2 separate regions of the Triticum aestivum genome follow, and region 2 is linked to region 1. Evidence: chromatin contacts called from public Hi-C data. All regions are on one chromosome and are shown on one strand. The core of a region is the stretch at or near the end of the contact, and the rest is flanking DNA. Distances in the headings are between cores, read along the strand shown. Region 1 has its middle 150 kb from the start of LOC123046525. Region 2 holds the start of LOC123046527 (calcium-transporting ATPase 5, plasma membrane-type).

Region 1 (7,036 bases), core at 3,550-6,049:
CTCATCCGCGTTCTAAGTAACGCTTCTGCTTAGTGATCTTCAAAGGTATGAAGATGCTCATCCTTTCTCTTTCTTGTTGCTAGAATCTCCTAGATTGATCTTGGTGATGCGTAGAAAATTTTGAATTTTTGCTACGTTCCCCAACACTATGTCCATCCATTTTCTCACAGTTTTGGCTCCACTTCACCCTGTTTGGTGCTCTTGCAATAGCCCACAGATCATGCTTCAGCAACTCTCCTTTGTGCTTCTCATTGAAATTCTGATAAATATGCCTAACACAAAACCTATGCTCGGCATCTAGCCAGATTTTTTGCACAACATTGATCAATCCTTTCTGCTTGTCACCCATAATAGTTAAAGGAGCAGTATTTGTGATGTTAAGGTCATCTCTCAATGTAGTGAGAAACCACTCCCAAGAACTTGTGCACTCTACTTCTACATGCATCATAAGACAAATATAGAGTTTTCAGTCAACCCATTGCAATGGGGAAAATGCAGTTATTAGGATCAATACCTACAACACTAAGCAACACTCCTTTAAACCTGTTTTTCATGTGCGAACCATCAATGAAAATAATGGGCCTGCATTCCTTGAACCACCCCCTTTTACATGCATCATAATACCAATATAGAGTTTTCAGACATTTCCTGCCCAGTGGGAAATCTTTGTCTTTAACAAGATCAGTTAACAGAAGAAATGTAGACCGAGGGTTGGTATTCCTCAATTCATGCCCATAATCCCAAAGCCTACTGAACTGCTCTTCTTCATCACTATGGATCTCCTTAAGTGATGCAGTTCTTGTCCTAGCTAGCTTCCATCTGTTAGGGGTGACATGAAATTCCTTGGTGATCTTTCTTGAAAATGTACCTAGTGACATCTTCTGGTCATCTCTGAACTCATCTATGAAATACTTGCACATGAATTTTGCTGTCAGTGACCTTATCTTCCATTTCTTCTGGCATATATGTTCTCCATAGTAAGTCTTGATGACAAATCCCCCTGTCCTGTTGTCATTGCCAACAAATAGGTACCATGGGCAACCATTTTCACAAATGGCCTCAAGTCTCCTCTTGTCATTCTTTATCTTCTTGATATGCACTCTGTTTCTAACTGAATATGCAGCCAGTGCATGCCTTAGCTCAACTACATCAGCAAATACCATCCCTACTTTAAACACAGGGGAAATCATGTCCACCTTTGCATTAAAAGCTTTAAACTTGTACCTCAGTTCATCTACTTGCTCAGTTGATAGGTTGAGATCTTCATCCTCAAGCAAATAGTCAGGCTCCACATCATCCTCATCCTGATCAGCTTATTCATCAACATCAAAGTCAATGTTGTCATCATAAAGATCATCATCACCATCATCTATGTCATAGTCACTGTCACTGGAATCAAAATCTGAAACAACTACATCTTCAATAACTGTTTGTCCATCTTCAGCTAGCATGTTGTGCTCAGCACCCTCAATAAGCAAACTATGTGGGTCTGTTCCATCTGATGCAATCTCTGACAAGGGATCTTCCCCAAAGACTGAAACTAGGCTATGGGAAGGGGATGCACTTGCTGCTGCAAAACTTGTTGTTGTTGTTATCAAAGATAGGGGCAATGTGCACACCAAGTCAGGCCTGAAGTTATGATGAAATTTGTATGGTTAACCATGACTACAAGCATCTTATGCTCAACACTAGCTCTGATCATATGCTGCACACCCTCGTCCCTGCTAATTCTGATCAAACCATCTGAGATTAGTTTATTTGGTTTGCTGAAGTAAATGATGTGCTCACTCACATGATATCCCATCCAAAGCAAGTGTTGTTCAAGGAATGCATAGGAGAAAGTGCCAGAGTCAACATAGTCTAGCACATCAACAGAAGGGTTCCAGTACTCCAGTTTACTGATTGGGCCACAGAAAATTCCACCATGCTCTCCAGTGTAAAAAATGGACTGTCCACCCTTTCTTCATTTGCTGCATCACACACTGCATCCAAAACAAAGATGAATCCGTTAAGCAACATTATTCAGTTAACTGAATATTCAGTTTATAGAAAATAAGTCAATTAACAAGATGCATCAGATTTAATATATTACAATAACAGCTTTAAGGTCAAGTTAACTGAACCTTTCGGTTAACTACAGTAAGCTGAAAAAAATCAGTTAACTACAGTACTTGACAAAATTCTGATAACTATAGTAACTGAAAATGTTCAGTTAACTACGGTAACTGAACATATTCATTGAACTACAAATAACTGAACATATTCAGTGAACTAAATATAAACTAATCATAAATGAAATACAACATTAGCAAAACCATTCAATTCACTGAAACTTCGCTGCACATACCATTAGCATTACCAAAACTAAACTAAATGGTGTAACAAAATAGCCCAGTTTATACTTTGTACAAAACATTTTCAACAACAAAAAGGAGTTAAATTTGACAACACAAACAGATGCTTGAGTAGAGTACAAGCTAGAGCAGAACGAAAAGCCAACTGCAAAGGCATTAACATCTAGTTTGTCCGCCTTAAACCCTAGCTCTCATGTCAAACCCAAACCTAAAATCATCGGCCGAAACCCTAGCTCCACTTCGCCATACATGACCCTACGCAAAAAACACCACTACACGACCCCGATTTGAGCACAAATGGACCCGATTCGAGCTGGAAATGGCGGGGCGACGAGCTGAGTGCAAAGCAGAGGAAAGGAGAGGGAGGAAAGGAAAGCAGAGGCGGGGCGACGAGCTCACAGTAATCGGGAGGGAAGACACCGAACGACCGGACGAGATGAGCAGATGTCGGTGTCTCCACGCCGCCGGCGAACGGTGGCGACGACGCCTCCGTCGCTGACGTCACCATCGCCCCGCCAGCCCGTGAGCTCTGTCGCCCCGACAACGACCAAGTGAACCCTCCCTCTCGAACGGACGCGAGGATTCCTTCCGACATATTTAATTCAGGTGGAGTGAGTGCGGGTTGATTAGGGAAAAAGGCAGGTTCTTTTTTGCAAAAGTGCGTGCGTTGACCGGGCCAGCCACTGGCTGCTAGTTGTCGAGCTGTGATTGGCCTCAGACTAAAACATCACATGAGGTGTAAGTTGGAATATGATGGGATTGAGTTTTGCAAGTTTAAAACTAAATCATCATATTTTGTGCAAGTTAGGGTATGTGAGATGCTATTACCTCAAGAAAAACGAAAGTGTCGAGCCGTACGTGCTCAACTGCAAGGACGAGAGTGGCAGGAAGCAGTAGGAGCTGCGACGAGCCGGAGCAAACTGGCGAAGGGAGCGAGCCTCACAATGACCAGCGGACTGATCACGGATCACGACGCTGCGGCGGACAGCAATAAACAAATGAGCTTCAAACCTGAGAGGCGACGTGCCCTGCAGACTAGTGTCGACATAGAGCCACACGTGTCGAGACGGCAGGAGGCTGCTCGGGGTAGCGTGGGCGTGGAGCCCCGGGCAGGTCGGCGGGCACGCACGCAGCACGCTCCTCTCTTTCTATGGGCGGGGTCAGTCTCCGCTGCCACTCTCTGTACGTACTGTACCGAGCACTACCGACCTGCACTCAACGTCTGAACCACCCCCTCCTCTCCTCTGCCCAACCGCTCTCTCTGTCTCACCTGCTGCCGACTGCTGCTCTATTGACCGTGGTCTTTATCCGTGACGCCCTTGGCTTGACTTTCCCGGCAGGAACCGTGGCTCCAAGTCTCGGTTATCTTTCGTTAGCTCGGTTATCTTTCGGGAAGGGACCGCGCGACGAGACACATTGCTCAAACAGTCGGGTGGTATATGTCCCCATGGATATACAATGCAAAACAATACAACTCATATTAAAATATATATTGGGTGGTAGAAGTCTGATATCACATGATGCTGGCCTGAGATATTATCCACTACGAGAGGCATTATAGTTTTGTCTAAAACTTGGGAGGTGTTTTCGAGGGGCACTTTTGATATTACTACTTCTAGGCAGGTCGGCGAGAGCTCCAACCAAATCAATTGACTTTATCTTCGAAAGAGAAAGAAAGATAGGCTTTCTGATAGGTCATTTCCTCCCGCATTAGCTTTCCCGTCCCGTCCTAATCCATGAGCCGACGAGCCCTCTTGGCAAATATCTGTTGCTCCTGCTCCCACTTCGATCCCGAGCGTCCTCGCGGTCCCGGACATCCGTCGTTCTCGCGGAGCTGCCATCGCACACACACACTACTGAGCTCTAGTGGAGCACAGCATCGATACAAAGGTGACATGGAGGCTGCGTGCCACAGCTCATCAAGCTGGTCCAGTGTCCCGTGCCGATCGAGCAGACAGCACACTTTGAACGTTGGTTCGTGACAGGTCATTTTATAGTACATGCACTGTGGAAGCGTTCGAGCAGACCCGCTCACATGGGCTGATCGTCCGGTCATTTCGGTTCTTCTTTCTTTTCTTGAGCGCAATATGCCACTGAGGTGTACGTACCTCAGAAAACATGTCTCACTGAGGAGAGGTGTGTGCTCGCCTAGTCGCCTCTGTTCTGTTTACGTCAAAAAAAAAAGCTCTCCCTGTCTGGGTGGACCGATCATATCATTTTTTTAGGGGTACAGCCTAGCATATTTGCGTAGTTTTTTTTTGACATGATATTTGCGTACGTTGATAGCTACAGTGTATATAAAGGACTGGGTTGCACGTCCAGTCGGCAGAGATCTCTCTCTATCTCTCGTTGTTTTTTTTGAGCGAACTCTCTCTATCTCTCGTGTCTCGTTGCGATATCCGGCCCTCTTGGCCTCTTCCCTTCCGCCCCGGTCCCGTGTCGTCTGCTAGAGAGAGACAGAGATGTACCGGGCCACGCTGGGGTCCGTGTCTCATTGCGCCCCTGGGCCAGCCATGATTGACCCCGCGAAACAGATCGGATCCACGCTAAATGGATTATTGGTCAGGGCCAGTATGATGAAGTCCCAAGTCGACGATGCTTAAAAAAATGGTCCATGTCGTCAACAGGTATATATAAAACAGAGCACAAACAGCAGCCTTTTCTATTTTTTCTATTTAATAATTCTAAAAATTTCGGTTAGCAGAACTGTTAACCAAAATGACTTTATTGAAACCGAATGTTCGGTTAATCGACTAAACCGGGACAGTATTCAGTCTATACCGAAAAGGATCACCCAGTTGCATGCCTATCAATACATGCAGCCCGGTCCTATCTTATCCTAGAATTTTTAAGCTTCATTTGTTTTACAATCCCATCTAAAATTCTGAAAGAAGCTGGGGAGGGGTCGAATTTTGGAAGAGTCTTGCAAAAGATTGGGCCATATATATAGTTGAGCTCTACTTTCCTTCTGTTAACAAGGCGAGGTGGAACTGAACCCAGAACGGCACCATGCATCATGGATTCGTCCTGTGTTTTCTTTTTCTTTTTTGAGAAACGTCGCTAAGCTTTATTGATCATCAATGTTTACAGGAATGACAAAAGTATCGAAGGGCACTCCAAACCACACATGGCACCAATGCTGAAGAACGAGCATACTTAGCGATGCAATGAGCTTCGAAATTGTCAGTCCTGCGTTTCTTACATTGGCCGTTGTGTATGTGCATGTATACATATAACAGTCAAACTTGAGCAGACTCAGGCGGGCGAAGTTATGTCTCGCTTCTAGCGAGCTATATGAGAACGTCACCCCACGCGTGAGAGTGTTAGGCCTCTGTTTTTCATTCGTTTGGTTCTCTTATTATTATTGTTTTCTTCAAATTTTCGAAAATAATCTAAAATAAATCTATTTGAATAATAAAATTTACTTCAAAAATTAAAATCATGAATTTGAAGAATAATACTCGCTCCGTCCCAAAATAAGTGTTTTAAGTTTAGTACAACTTTGTACTTGTACTAGTACAAAGTTGACACACTTTTTTTGGGACGGAGGGAGTAACACACTCCCTCCGGTCCATATTAATTGACGCTACTTTAATACAACTTTGTACTAAGGGTCTACTAAAGCGGCGTCAATTAAGATCGGAGGGAGTAGTATATAATTTCTGTTCGCATAGTTTTAAAAATTGATAACTTTTCAAAAGATGTTCATGATAATGAAAAAATGTTTCGCGTTCCAAAAAAAGTATGCAACTTTTGATTTTTAAGAAAATGGTGTCCAATGTAAAAAAATATTTGCGTGAAGTAAAAATATACATTTTGTACTACTAAAAAATACATGTGAGATTTTAAATAAATATTTCCGCATTTAAAAAACTGTCCGTGTCATATTTCAAAATATTTATACGATGTAAATAAATATTCAATTGAAAAAGTGTAAGTGACATTTTAAAGAAATTTACGTGTTTGTAAAAAATGTTCATGATTTTTTAAATGTTATGCAATGTAAAAGAATGTTCGAGTAGTTTCAAAAAATGCCATTTAAAAAGTACAACGTGTATTTGGAAAATGTTTCCATGTATTCAGAATGTTTTCCAAAATATGTAATTAAAAATATTGAACGCGTATAACTTTTTTTCCATGTGTGCGCTTAAAATATACATTGTGTACTAAGAAAAAGTTGACATGTGTTTAAAAGAAAATAGATAAAACCCGACAAAGGAACAAGAAGAAAAGCAAAGAAAACCAAGAAAAAAAGAACAAAGTATAATAAAAAAAGAAACGAAGCAGTGATAGTACTCATTCCAAAATTTAATGATCTGGTACGCTTATTTGATTTCCGGCCCATAAGCTTATGTAATATCATCTACAAAATAGTGGCAAAATGCCTCATTAACAGATTGAGACCGATACTTGATGAAATTATATCTCCACACCAAAGTGCTTTTGTACCGGGACCGGGTAGATTGATAACAGATAATGCTCTGCTAGCCATTGAGTGTCTTCATTATATCCAGCATGAGAAGACCCCAGAGAATAGTTTTTGTGCATATAAGCTGAACCTGTCAAAAGCGTATGATCGCGTTGATTGGGGGTTCTTGGAGCAAGCGATACAAAAGTTGGGCTTCGCTCACTAATGGGTAATGTGGATTATGACATGTGTTACCTCGGTGAGATACTTTGTA
Region 2 (6,922 bases), core at 106-2,605, 180 kb before region 1:
CCGACATGGATGGCGCAAATGTAGCCACTCCGAACAGAAAATTAAATACTACTTCATCTGCAGCAGTCTCGGACCATACTGGTGAGTCAAACATAGGTATGACTACTATCAAATTCGAGACGTCAGAACAATACTACTCCCAAGACGAGCACGTCGGCAGCTCAAAGCACTGCCACGGTTCGACGCGTGGCTACTCCGCTCCACCAATCCAGAATATTATAATGCGCACCTACATCTACAGGGTTCTAAGAAATCGTCAGTGTTCGGAAGAAAAATGCAAAAGCGAGAGCGTATCCCAGAGAAAGGGAACGGAAGCCCAAATCTAACGCAACTTCACGGTCTGCGTCAAAGGCAATAGAACAATTCGAAAGCATTGAGGGCACAGCGCAAAGCCGGTGGAAGCGCGAATCAATTCGCGAAACAGGAAAGAGAAGCCACCCTGAATCAAACCCAAACAAATGGCTCGGTGGGTGGGCTCCGCGCACGCGAAATCGAATCGAAGAACAAAGGCGGCCGACTGACGCATCCGCTCGGTGGAAGCAAAAGCGGAGCGGGAGGCGATGTCTCGGTAAAAATAATTGGACATAAAACTGTGAAGGCAAGCACGGATGCGGAAGGGGGAAAATAGCATGGGAACGGAAGCGTCGGAAGGAGAAAACCCCACTCTCGTCTCCCAACAAGCATCAAAAGCAGGGGAATCGACCTAACCATGTACAGATGCAGGCCCGGGCCAAGAATGCCGAGGCAAAACCGCGGGATTCTGAACCCTAAACTCGGAGACCGGAAAGTAGCTCGTCTCTAAACTAACAGGAGCTAGCGATATATTTGGAATTCAAAACCCTACGCGCGGCATGGAATCCTAGAGAAACTAAGCAAATCTGGAGGAAACGAGCAGTAAAAACCCTCAGGCCACACATTAGAAACGAGCGAGCAGTTCAGAATAAACACCCAAAATTCAGCGCTGCGAGCTCACAGCAGCCGAAACATGTCAGGGGAAAAATAGCTAGCGAAGGAGGAGCGGCGGCGGCGGCTCACCCTCCATTTTTTGAGGCGCTCGACGGGTGCGCCCTTGCCGGGGATGTCGAATGGGTCGCTGCCGCTGCCGCCGCCGCCGCCGCCCACGCTGCCCCAGCTGCCGCTCCGCCGCGCCTTGCTGGCGCCGCCGCCCGACGAGGACGACTCCATCCGCTCCTCCTCACCCGCAGGCCGCGGCACAGCACGCGGCTTCCTTGCGGAGAAGGGAGATATTTCCCGGCGAGCAGTGGATTGGGAGAGAGGGCTTTTGTGAAGGGAGGGCGTCGCTGCCGAGTTCTCCGCTGCCGTTAACCAGCACTACCGTCCAGAGTAGAGTCACGCCGCGGGCGTGCCACCGATTTATATGGGCGGGGTGGGGCAAAAGCCTCGCTGTCCGCTGTCTACTGCCTCTACTGCTCGAATTTTAACACAGGGGCTCGTCGCCACGTACGGGTTTTTCTGGAGGGGTTGGGACGCGTATTCTATCCGGTGGCCCCGATGCGTTTTCAGAAGGAAGGCAACCGGCCTCTCCTTCCTCGATATTATATAGGGTCTGTCTATGTCATATCTCACATCTAACTTTTTCACCCTTAATTTTTTTTTAAAGTCTCTCATGGATTTGTTTTCTTCCTAGGATGAGGGCGTTAGATGTGAGATAATATCTCACATCTTGATGTGAAATAGCAAATCTGATATATATATACTTTTCATATTAAAAATGAGATGGTTTGAAGGAAACAGAAAGATTGTCAGAAGTTCCCATAAACAACAACACGTACCATTGATTTACTGGCTTTTTATAGTATATGTAGTGGAGTTTTTTTAAGATCATTACAGACGCAAACGTCCATACATACGCGCGTACATTCACTCCTATGAACGCATATACGCACACCAAATTCTGATGGACTGGAAATACCACTGTCCCTTTAACCATCCAGTCACAGGTTGGTTCGTTTATAGTATGGTGGATCACAGCCCTATATCTTCCTCAACATGTGTATATATACTTGTATATTAGTAGTATCCAGATACTATGGAAAAAACAAAAAGGTCACAATAACTTCACATAGGAAACAGAGTACACCCTGACCTTTTCTTTTTAGAAAACTTCCGGTCTAATCTCTTTGTTCCTAAATATTTATCTTTCTAGACATTCCAAATAGACTACAACATACAGATGTATATAGACATATTTTAAAGTGTAGGTTCACTCATTTTGCTTCGTATGTAGTTACTTGTTGAAATCTTTAGAAAGACAAATATTTTGGGAATGGAGTGATATTCATCTTCAATCATAATAGTACAACGAACACCAGAAATAATAAAAATTACATCCAAATTCATAGACCACATAGAGAAGACTGCAAGGACTGAAGTGAGGCGAAGGCGTGTCGCCGTCATCGCCCATTCCATCGCAGGAGTCGGGCAAAAGAATTTGACGGTCGGGAAGCCGTCGTGCTAAGACCCCATAGGGCCAGCGCACCAAAACAGCAAATGTCGCCGATGAATAATAACGTAGATCGAAATGTTCCAACCCAAAGACACACAAACGTAGACGAACAACGACGGGATCCGGGCAAATCCACCAAGGAGAGCGCCGGAGACACACCTTCACACGCCCACCAACGATGTTAGGCGCACAGCCGAAACGGGGGCTAGGCGAGGAGACTTTTATTCCATTTTCAGGGAGCCGCCGCCGTCTGATCTTCCTGAGCAGGACACAAACCCTAACAAAACAAAAAGGAACGACAAAAATCGGAGCCCTCCCGCCGGCCCTAGCCAGGATCCACCATGGCCCTAGGTCCACCGAAGACGGCGGACCAGCAACGGCGCCGGCGAGAGGCAGGAACCCTAGCTTTTTTTGGTGGAGGAGGCGGCGGCTCGTGGTTCCAAAAGATGTGTACCGTGACTTAATTGTAGAACTCCCCCGATCCATATTAACTGTTGTTACAACTTTTGGTGTTTTTTTTACCTAGAACAACTCGTTCCAATACTAAACTGGCACAGCGATGCCGCTGGCAACCACAATTGGAATTGGTGCTGTTTTTATTACAACGTTGTACTCGGAGAGAGTAGTTGATCGTAATCGTCATATCATCACAATTGTATCCAAACATAAATGGTTGTTGGATCCAAAGAGGTTAGGTGCATTTGGATCGCCACAATTGTAACCAAACACAGTACATCTACTGATTTTGTTAAAAGTAGCACAGTAATATATATTGTATGCGTGTGAGAGACTAAACATAATAAATGTCATGTTACGCACGGATGCGCAGAGCGTCCAGTTATATTAGTTAAAAAGCAACTCGATGCCAAATAAATAAGCTTAAAACCATATGAAAAAACTTGAAGGGCACCCGCATTGCATCGACTTCATGGCAGCATCTCCATTACCTATCCCAAAATGCTACCACCATGGACCATAACCCATCAACCGGGCGACAAGTGATTTGGCAAAGGGTGTGATACTCCAATGCAATGTCTTACATAAAGAATCGTCATTCACAAACCAATGTTGTTTGGTCCAACCACAAGATCGAACACAGCAATGGTTGTCACCACCGAACCAAGACTTCAAGCCAACTTCTTCGACAAGGAACAACGTGTCGACATCAATGTTGCATGGTGTAGGCTAGATCATGGGTTTCACCCCACGAGAATATAGTCTTGATTCAATTGCGAATATCGCCATCCATCTCGCTATTGACCTGCTAGCTAGCTGGCTCCTGGTGTAGATTTGTTTCGGGTGAGAAATTGCCGAACGAGATATATCAATCATGTCCCTTCCGGTCGGTATTGTACCATTGTCCCGCCGATTCTTGCCAAGCAGGCCACACAAAACGTCATGGTAGTCTCAAATGCCACATGCGCCGTCCAGATACCATATCATGGTACGCTTGGGCCTGGATTAGACCAACCGCTATAAACATTGCTTGTCGTGCTGCAATGTTGCGTCTCCGTGATCTATCGTGACTGCACCATTACACTGACACGACGTTGCTGCCATGAGAGAGATGTGCGGCTTAAACGAGGAGCATTGATGTAGAGTGTGTTTTGCCTAAGGGGAGATAATGTGGATTGGTGATGGTGACGAGGGTTTAGGGCTCCACCCATGTCGCCCCTTTGGGCGAATATGGCTTATTTTCTCAGATTTTCCGATATCAAGATCTCTGATGGGTAGAATTTCTTCAGTGATGCCAGGGCGTATTTAACTTATTTTGTCAGTGAGGGGCATGTTTTACTTAAAACCTAATTTCAGTTGGTTCATGTGAAATTTATACAGTAGTTATCATATTTCTATTCTTTTTTTTGAGGTATTATATTTATATTCGAGTATACACATTTTGTCATGCGAGCCTGGTTTGTTAGATTCTAATTAGTGTGCCCCTGCGGGTGTAAATCAATTCAAAATAACCGAAAATCCAATTTCTATGTAAGACATGTACACAGATTATACATACTCCACTAGTCCCTCCGTCCAAAATAATGGAATCTCTAGAATTGTCCTAAGTCAATCTTCATTAATTTTGATCAAGTCTATGTAAAAACATATCAACATCTTATACAGGGAAAAAAATGTCTACAAAACAAATATACCTTATTAGATTCATTGTGAAATATGTATTTTCATACTACCCCCCGTCCCCAAATAGGTGCCATATAAATTTAGTCAACAAGCCAATGTTTTCTAAGTTTGACCATGTATATATCAAAAAATGAAGATAAACAATATCAAATCAGTATAATTATATCAACCATTAGATATATTTTTGTAATCTATCTATTCAATATTGTACTTTCTCCGTAAAGAAATATAAGAGTGTTTAGATCACTAAAGTAGTGATCTAAACACTTTTACGTTTTTTTTACAGAGGGAGTAGCTGTTTATTTTTTCTATATATTTGGTCAAACTTAGAGGGAATTAACTTTTTGACTGAATTTATGCGCCGTCTATTAGGAGGGAGAAGGAGTATTATATATGCTTGACATCGTACATCTCTGCGTATTTTTCTGTAGACTTAGTCAGGCTTACAGAAAGCTTTTCACCCGCAAAAGAAAAACTTACAAGAAGCTTTGACTTAGGAAAATCGTACTCCCTCCGTTCCTAAATATTTGTCTTTTTAGAGATTTCAACAAGTGACTACATACGGAGCAACATGAGTGGATCTACACATTAAAATATGTCTATATACATCCGTATCTGTAGTCCATTTAAAATCTCTAGAAAGACAAATATTTAGGAACGGAGGGAGTAGAACACTAATTATTTTGAAACAGAGGGAGTAGTTTATTTCAGATCATAACCACCTCAGAATTTCAACTAACCGCCATCAGATTACACCGCTGCCTAATGTTTTCTCTAAAAATGTGCGTGTGAATTATCATTGCGCCAAAACAATTTGCTGTGGGAGATTTTTCTGCCGTCTTCTTTTGAATCCAGTGCTGCCCTAGACGGCAGCTTCCCTCTCAACAACGGCAGCTTTGGAGTGCTAGTACGGATTGCTAGATGTGCCCGTATGAACTTGCGTAAAGTTAAACGGGCGAGTACGGGAGCATATATTCCCCGGCCCGATATCTGGTCTGCGTTTTCTTTTCTTTTTGGGTGACAAACGATATCTTGTCTGCGTTGGTTGGGCGATGGACGCGTGAAGCCCGCGTGTTGGCGGCATCAAAGCTCTAGTCGACAGTCGACACCAAGAATCAATCGACCGCACGGACCGTGCGACGCGCCGATGACACATGCAATGTCTTTGCTACTTTTGCGTGGATCCAACAGGGAGTTTACAGACACGCCCGTGAAAAAGTGCGCAAATCTTGGGAAAACGACGCGTTCGTTTTGCCACCGGTTTGCGGGAACGGCGGGTTTTGCGCGCACTAGTTCACCATCCGATCGAATAACTTGCGCATGTCTCCCCGGCCGGCCCTCGCCATGATAGTCGCCAATGTGTTTTCCCGCTGTCGTGAGGATTTGAAGGCCATTGATAGTCTTTGTTAACCTCCTCTGCTGTTAATCTAATCTATTCGCTTTGCTAGCTAGCTTGCTGTTGCCGCTACAGCGCTGGACTTGGATCCAACCCAACCGCCCAATCTAATCATTAACTTTTGTTCAAAAAATAATAATGTAATCATTAACCTTGGAGTCAAAGAATCGATCAAGGTCCACGGACGGCACGGGGTTTAGGCTGTCCATGTGGCCCTATCGTGAGCGAGCTAGCCGTCCATTGTCCAAAGAATCCGTGCATGCAGGCCCAACGTGAACACGTCGACGTAACGGTGCTGCCGATCCGAGGCATATATTCTCGACCCATCACAACGCCGAGGCTGGCAGAACATGGTTTGCTCTCCTGTCTCCTCTCTGCACGGACTTTGATCGTAGGAATGTAGCTGGTTCCAACAGGTGCATTGCGTGATCCTTCTCTTCTCGCTTTCGAGGAGGGGCTCACTGGCATTCCTCCTCGAGCAGATCAAATTTTGGCACTTTACACCTACCAAGCCAGATAAGACATGCAAACGGAGCTTGATTACGACCATTTTTTAAACGAATATTTGCACTTTACACGTACGGTCCAAGCCTAGAAGGTGCTAACTATTTGTTTTTCTGCTAACTACTCCCTCCGTCCCATAATGTAAGACGTTTTTTGGAGTAATTATTAAATAGCCGCGTCTGAACTTGAGAATGTGAAGGTTGGACGGAATCGGACCAGCAAGCAGCAGAGGTACCCCGTCTGCTTTGTTCTCTTTTTCTCCTCCGTCCACTTTCTTTTGATGCCACCCATGACTGATGCCACCTGTGTACGAAAGGCATGCATGAGCGCTGTACTTGCAAGGAAAATGTGCATTCGAGTCCATGTCTTTCGCTGGCCGTTGCGACCAGGACGGGGCAAAGGTAAATTTAAAGAGC

The links. A called contact is a pair of places that touch in the nucleus more often than the background predicts.
Region 2: a Hi-C map of leaf shows a contact between it and region 1, with 4 times the contacts expected there. The contact joins the promoter of LOC123046527 here to the enhancer-like site in region 1. A contact is called at or near these places in 2 of 5 Hi-C or Micro-C datasets (both in leaf).

The regions. Positions count from the first base shown.
Region 1 is chr2B:655,742,289-655,749,324 of IWGSC CS RefSeq v2.1, reverse strand. No RefSeq gene overlaps it. Among protein-coding and RNA genes, the nearest start is that of LOC123046525, 150 kb to the right of the region's middle. Within about 2 kb of position 4,799, at least 7 of the 8 cell types and tissues checked have an H3K27ac peak or open chromatin away from gene starts, as enhancers often do. A contact at or near this core is called in leaf, where this site is marked.
Region 2 is chr2B:655,917,149-655,924,070 of IWGSC CS RefSeq v2.1, reverse strand. LOC123046527 (calcium-transporting ATPase 5, plasma membrane-type) reads right to left here and starts at 1,355. Exons shown (of 34, transcript XM_044469926.1): 1 at 1,036-1,355. The coding sequence starts at 1,185.